Linked DNA regions of Ovis aries: region 1 is linked to region 2. Evidence: chromatin contacts called from public Hi-C data. All regions are on one chromosome and are shown on one strand. The core of a region is the stretch at or near the end of the contact, and the rest is flanking DNA. Distances in the headings are between cores, read along the strand shown. Region 1 holds the start of KIF5B (kinesin family member 5B). Region 2 has its middle 53 kb from the start of KIF5B.

Evidence for each region. A called contact is a pair of places that touch in the nucleus more often than the background predicts.
Region 1: a contact with region 2 is called in a Hi-C map of tail adipose tissue, with 2.4 times the contacts expected there. The contact joins the promoter of KIF5B here to the enhancer-like site in region 2. A contact is called at or near these places in 3 of 16 Hi-C or Micro-C datasets (omental adipose tissue and tail adipose tissue).

What each region holds. Positions count from the first base shown.
Region 1 is chr13:32,694,099-32,697,411 of ARS-UI_Ramb_v3.0, reverse strand. It overlaps KIF5B (kinesin family member 5B), which reads right to left and starts at 2,034. Exons shown (of 26, transcript XM_015099604.3): 1 at 1,503-2,034. The coding sequence starts at 1,628. LOC132657622 (a long non-coding RNA gene) reads right to left here and starts at 1,477. Exons shown (of 2, transcript XR_009596046.1): 1 at 1-1,477.
Region 2 is chr13:32,641,156-32,644,355 of ARS-UI_Ramb_v3.0, reverse strand. No RefSeq gene overlaps it. Among named protein-coding and RNA genes, the nearest start is that of KIF5B, 53 kb to the left of the region's middle. Within about 2 kb of position 1,920, at least 12 of the 54 cell types and tissues checked have an H3K27ac peak or open chromatin away from gene starts, as enhancers often do. A contact at or near this core is called in tail adipose tissue, where this site is marked.

The DNA of each region.
Region 1 (3,313 bases), core at 785-3,284, 53 kb before region 2:
ACTAGTGTTGGCCAACTAACAATCCAGGCCTAGTGAGCATCCTCTAAAATCATGTGAAATATCTCATCCTGAAGGAAAAGGATGATTAGTTTTGTGTATAACTTCTTGGCCTCTCCATGATGTCATGTATAGCAAGGGTTTTTCTGTGGACTTGTTAACAAAGAACCAGCCTGACAGTCTTCACACAGTAAGAGCTGGCAGTTATTAGGAACCTAATGACTTGTTTGCCAAAACCCTCCCAAGCAATGTGGAGCTATGACATTAATCTTCTAGAGCAGAACTTGGAAACTTTCACATAAAAATTCAAGGAACTTGAGTTCTGTCTTACATGTCAATGCTTCTAACCTTCAATGTTCCATCTCCTGTGATACTTCTGTCCCATTTCTACATTAAGATATTTAAACTTATGCTAAATGGTAAGGTGAAAAAGTTAACACTAAAATTGGGAGGCGTGATAGCAATGTAGAAAGATGGCATCAGCAAGAAAGAGGAATTTAATTTTTTGTCAGAGTTCACTGTTCTGTAGGCAGTTATCTTACTCTCCATTTTAATCTCCTTGAATTGGGAATTATTTTCAAGACCTTTCACGTTATGTTTCACGTTACAAAAGACATTATCTCACCATCTTTGTGATTATCGAAGTCATTTTTCTTCAAGGCAGATCCTAATTGTAGAAGTAGGAATCTGATACTAACAAGAAATCTAGTTTACTGATTAAATTTTTATATATATATATTTTTTAAGTTTGCTTTTATAATATTTTGATATACACACGAAAAGTTAACACTCTTTCCCGGAGTGCTACCCCATAAAACCCAGTTAGTCTCTTGGTTACTTATTTAACCCAGCGTTGATCGGCGAGATCCGTTGGTGGATGAGACAAAATCGAGCGCTTCGATTTCTAAAGAAAACTCCTTTCTACAAGTCCTGGATTAGCCATTTGTGACTGTAAACTCAAAAAGCGGGTTGGGTGAACACTGAAGGTACCAGCATAACTGCGACTGTTAGTTATGGTTTTCCTTCTCCACGGAGGAAACAAGACGGCCTAACGCACCTTAAAGATTTCTTTTAAGACTAAATATCATTACTATTTAAAGTTCGGTAAGGCAGATCCCAACGTTCTCGGCCGAACTCTGATTTATGAATGATAAATCTGAGGGGAAGGGGGTCCGACACACCGACTACATCTACATCAGAACCTGCAGGCGCACAGAAAGCCGGCGAACGAGCACTCAACTGGTTCCCCGACAGCTCCACCCGCGCCCCAGGTAGGGGAGTGCCCGGGACCCAGGGCGGGTGCCTCCCGTCCCCGGCGCTGCAGACCGGGGTGGGGAGACCCCGGAGCACCCGACGAGGCGCCGAGCCCCTCCCCTGGGCCGTCGGACCCCACTGGGGAGGCTGGGGCGCCCCAAAGCTCGCTCTCCGCTCACTCCCCACTTCTCTCAGCTCCCGGGGCGGCCGGGCCCGAAGGAGGGAGCCTGGGTGGGGGCAGGGGCACTCACCGCGATCATGACCGTGTCTTCTCCCTGAAACTTGGCGATGTACTTATCGCCGCGGTTCACCTCCGACTCGTTGAGCGGTCTGAAGCGACACATCACTTTGATGTTGCACTCGGCCGGGTCCGCCATCTTCCCGGCTGCCGGGGCCGGAGGCCGGGAGCCACTCCCCGCCGCTCAGTCTTGGAGGAAGTAGGCCGAGCCGAGGGGGCTAGCGTGGCGAAGGCCGAGGGCCCGCGGTCCGCAGCGTCGCGCTTCACCGGCGGGGCGGCCGGGACCTGGGCGGCAGCGCCCGGGCCGGCACGGTCACCCACAGGCTCACTTCCGACCCATCATGGCAGCCATGGCGGCGGCGGGGCCTCCTCAGCTTCTCCCTTGACTGGCGGGGCAGGTTGCTGGGCTGACGGATCCCGGAGACCGGGAGCGCGAGCCCCCCTGTCTTCCTGGGAGACAGCAGGCCGAGCCCACCTTCAGCCTGCCCGGCTGTCGGCTCGCCGGCTCGCCGGCTGCAGCCTGACCACTCCTGAGGCCGCGGACTGGCGGCGGGATGGGCGGCGCGGACGGAGAACTGCGCACGCGCGGCGGACCGGCGCCCCGGCGACCAATCCGCGGCCGCGCCGCTGCTCCACGCCGGGGTTGCAGGGCCAAGTTACCGGACGCGCAAGCGCAGAGTGAGCTATCGACCCCGCAGGGGATTCCGCGGAGTTAAGCGATGCCCTAACGTTTTTTTCTGTAGAGGACAAGGGACCTTGTTAAAAGTGCTTGACGTTGTAGTTTAAGTGAAAAACTATATTCCTGTTAGGACGTGTTCGCTTTCTGTTTTGTCTGGAGATACATTGATTTCTAGCCCACCTTTTTAGAGCGCTTTGCCAGAAAAAGGAAGATTTGAATGAAGGGCGGGACGTGGCTTATGGTTCAAGTGGTTGCTCATTCCTAAGAGAGGGGGTTGGGGGACAGGAATAAGAAAAAGGAAGTTTCGTCTGAGGACTAGAAGGTGCTGAAGAAAAGTGCAACAGTAGGGTAAGGTGGGAGAAGACCCCCGGAGAACTGGCGGTCCCAATGACTCCGTAATAATCCTATGGAACTCATCAGTCTCCACATCTGGAGTGTGAAGACAGAAAAACTGCAAAGACGACTAGGACCGCTAATCCTAGTCCCCGATTTTTGTTCGTAAAATGGAAGAGTGTAGGACTTACCTAGTGCTCCAGTAGTTAAGAATCCGTCTTGCAATGCAGGGGGCAGGGGTTCCATCCCACGTGGAGAAACTAAGATCCCACCCAACATGCTGCTGCAGCGTGGCCAAAAATTTAAAAAAAAAAAAAAGAGGCGTGTACTATTGTTTAGTCGCTAAGTCGTGTGGGACTCTGCAGCCCCACAGTCTGAAGCACCCCAGCCTTCCCTGTCCTTCAATATCTCCTGGAGTTTGCTCAAAGTGATGTCCAATGAATCAGTAATGCTGTCCAACCATCTCATCCTCTGCCGCTACCTTCTCCTGCCCTCAATCTTTCCCAGCATCAGGGTCTTTCCCAATGAGTCAGCTCGTCGGATCAAGTGGCCAAAATATTAGAGTTTCAGCTTTAGTCCTTCCAGTGAATATTCAGGGTTGATTTCCTTTAGGATTGACTGGAGAGGACTCTTGAGAGTCTGCTGGACAGCAAGGAGATCAAACCGATCAATCCTAAAGGAGTGTACTATGAGAGCCTCCAGTTGTTCTCTGTCCTCCCCTGATCATGCTAATGTCTGCAGAAATGAATCCAGTCTAAGATTCAGGTTTATTGATCCACAGCAAAGGGGGAAGAGTTCACACCTTAGGCATC
Region 2 (3,200 bases), core at 671-3,170:
GACTCTTTGCGACCCCATGAGTCGCAGCACGCCAGGCCTCCCTGTCCATCACCAACTCCTGGAGTTCACTCAAACTTATGTCCATCGAGTCGGTGATGCCCTCCAGCCATCTCATCCTCTGTCATCCCCGTCTCCTCCTGCCCCCAATCCCTCCCAGCTTAGTATGCTATAAATATTGCATGGGACATACACTTAGAAAGAATAGATAGATGATTTAAAGTTTGCCAACTCCACAAGCAGCAGACATTAAAAATCATAGTGTTATAGAGCAAGTAACACTGAGCAGGAAAGCACTGAGTCGTGACGTAAACTCGATCCTGCGTCCCTTTCCTGAGATCAGTGTCCTTTTGTTCCTGCTACAGTCAAATCTGACAGCAGGAAAGGATCTTGCATCGGATGTTCACACTTTAGTGGGAATTCTTGTCAGCAAGGGGTGTCTGCCTCTTTAATGGTCTCACATGGAGTGAAAGACCTTGCCTCCTGTTAAAAGTGAGGTTAGGCATCACTGAGCAGGGGGAGATAGATCTTCAGTCTGAGGTCCTTTCCAAGGCAGGAGTGCTTTACTGAGGAACTACCATGTGCCAGATACTTCACGTGTATAGGCTCAATCAAGCCTCATGATAACCCTGAAGGTACATGTACTATTGTTGTTCAGTTGCTAAATTCTGTACTGTAATGTACTGTAGATGAGAATAAATGCTGAGAAATCATTGACTCCAAATCACAAAGCAGGAAAAGGACAAGGACAGGATCTGAAGACTGATCTGACGCTAAAAGTTCATGTTTTTTTTCTGCCTTCTGTCTTGAGAAGGAAATGGCAACCCACTCCAGTACTGCCTGCTAGATTCCACGAACAGGTGAACCTGGTGGGCTACATTTGCAAGAGTTGGACATGACTTAATGAGTAAACCACCACCAAATATTATTTATCTTTTTCCCCCCTGAACTCAGACCCAGTAGCCATATACTGATTCTACATACCAGCAAAGATGACCATGCCTATCTGAAGCCATCTGTAGGTTAAAATGCTAACCTGTAGGGTTAAAGACAACATGCAGAATTACATAAAAGGAATCCATCTGCCCTAATAATACATCCTTACAAACCATCTATTGGACACTTATTAAAAGAAAGGTAGAAAACACTTATAAAGGACATACTATGTGCTCAGGATGATTCTAGATGCTTCACACATTGTATACCTACAACAGCCTTAGGAAGAGTTACTATTACTATCATTTCCACTCCATTTTGGATAAAGGCATGCAGGCACTGAAAGGTCAAATCACTTCCTCCATTCACCCGGGCAAGTAAACTGGTAGTAACGGATTTCTGACGCAGGTAATTGGGACCAACGTCCCCACCAAGAACTACCTCTTCTACTGCTTCCTGTGGGCAGGGTCTCTGAGGCACGCCCCTTCTCTCATTAATCCTCCCCGCAAACCTGTTAAGTAGATTCCCTGGTAGCTCAGGCAGTAAAGCGTCTGCCTGCAATATGGGAGACCCTGGTTCGATCCCTGGGTCAGGAAGATCCCCTGGAGAAGGGAATGGCAACTCACTCTTTAATTCTTTGTCTTAATTCTGGAGTTAGGAGTGGAAAATTGGCAACTCGGCCTGAAAGAGAGTATGTCAGGCAGCTGCACAACTAGGAGATAAAAACCACAAAACGGGGAGCAACTTGCTTAATCTGAACTTGGATGGATGGGTGTGTCTGGGGGGAGGGGTGGCAAGAGGTAAGCCCAATGGTTGGAATCCAGGCCTCAGCCTCCCAGGGTGGGAATTGTGTTGCCTAATCATGACATCACTCAAGCCATTCCCACGCCTCTGGCCCGCTTTTGAAATTACTTAGCAATGCATGCTGAAGCCAAAATGGAAATAAATGACTGCATGACTCAGACTGTTCATCTCTGTTTTGATAACCAGCAGCGAATTGCTGGGACTTTAGTTTCTACTTGGTACAAAAATATCCCAGTGCGTTGCTAAGTTCTCCCTAATTTACCCCCTGCCTCAAGAAACTGTCAATTGTGGGGACTGCCCTGGTGGTCCAGTAGTGAAGACTCTGGACTTCCACAGCAGGGGGTGTGGGTTCCATCCCTGGTTGGGGAACTAAGATCCCACATGCTATGTGGCACAGACAAAAAAATAAAATAATAAAATGTCTTTTTTTTTTTTTTTTAAAGTGTCAGTTGTGTACTGGTGAAAAAGCAGACTCACATGCACTGGGGGAAAATAGCTAGAATTTCTTTCAGAAGAAAGCCTTGGGGAAGAAGCTGAGAATGCAGCCTCTGGCATCCATGTTTGAATATTGGCTCTCTACCCTAGTGCCCTCCTCTGTAGGCAACAATAATAGGACCCCTTCGGAGGGCTGCCCGAGTGATCCAGTGAGATGAAAAGTCCTGGCCCCACAGGTACACAGCAAAGGCAGGTGATTGTTATTAATGCTTGTATTTGCAAACACATATGCACAACAAGGCTTCTCTGGTGTCTCAGCGGTAAAGAATCCGCCTGCCAATGCAGGAGACAAGGGTTCAATCCCTGGCCAGGAAGATCTCCTGGAGAAGGAAATGGCAACCCACTCCAGTATTCTTGCCTGGGAAATCCCATGGACAGAGGAGCCTGGTGGGATCTCAGAGAGTTGGACAAGACTGAGCATGTATGCACAGCAATGTGAATGTACTTGATGCCACTGAAATGTACAGTTAAATATGATTAAAATAATGTTTTATATTATGTGAGTTTTACCACAATCAGAAAAAAATAACAAAAAATTGTCGTATGTAGAAGCAAAGGTGACACAATCAAACGTAGATAAAACAGAGTGGTAAGTCAGGCAGTAAGCTAATACAAATATTTTATTTTTCTGAATTTTGCAATGTTAGTGATATTTGGCAGCTTCAAAAAATTAAAAAAAAATTGTCAATTGTGATTTATTTTCTCATTCTAGATGAATACTTTTGTACCTTAATTTATACTCTTATTAGTTGTCCATTCTTTTACAAGTAAACTTCAGCCTTACAAAAAGCAAAACAAAACAAAAAACTCCATGTTGTTCACAGTAAAAAAAAAGAAAGAAAGAAAGAAAAGCAAAAATGAAGAGGAAGTTGTTGATCCTGCTGGTTATAGTTTGAGGCAGGTGGGGGCGGTTTATAGCTACCACTTCACAGTGAAGCCCTGCACACCTGGGAGTTTCCAGGAAGTAT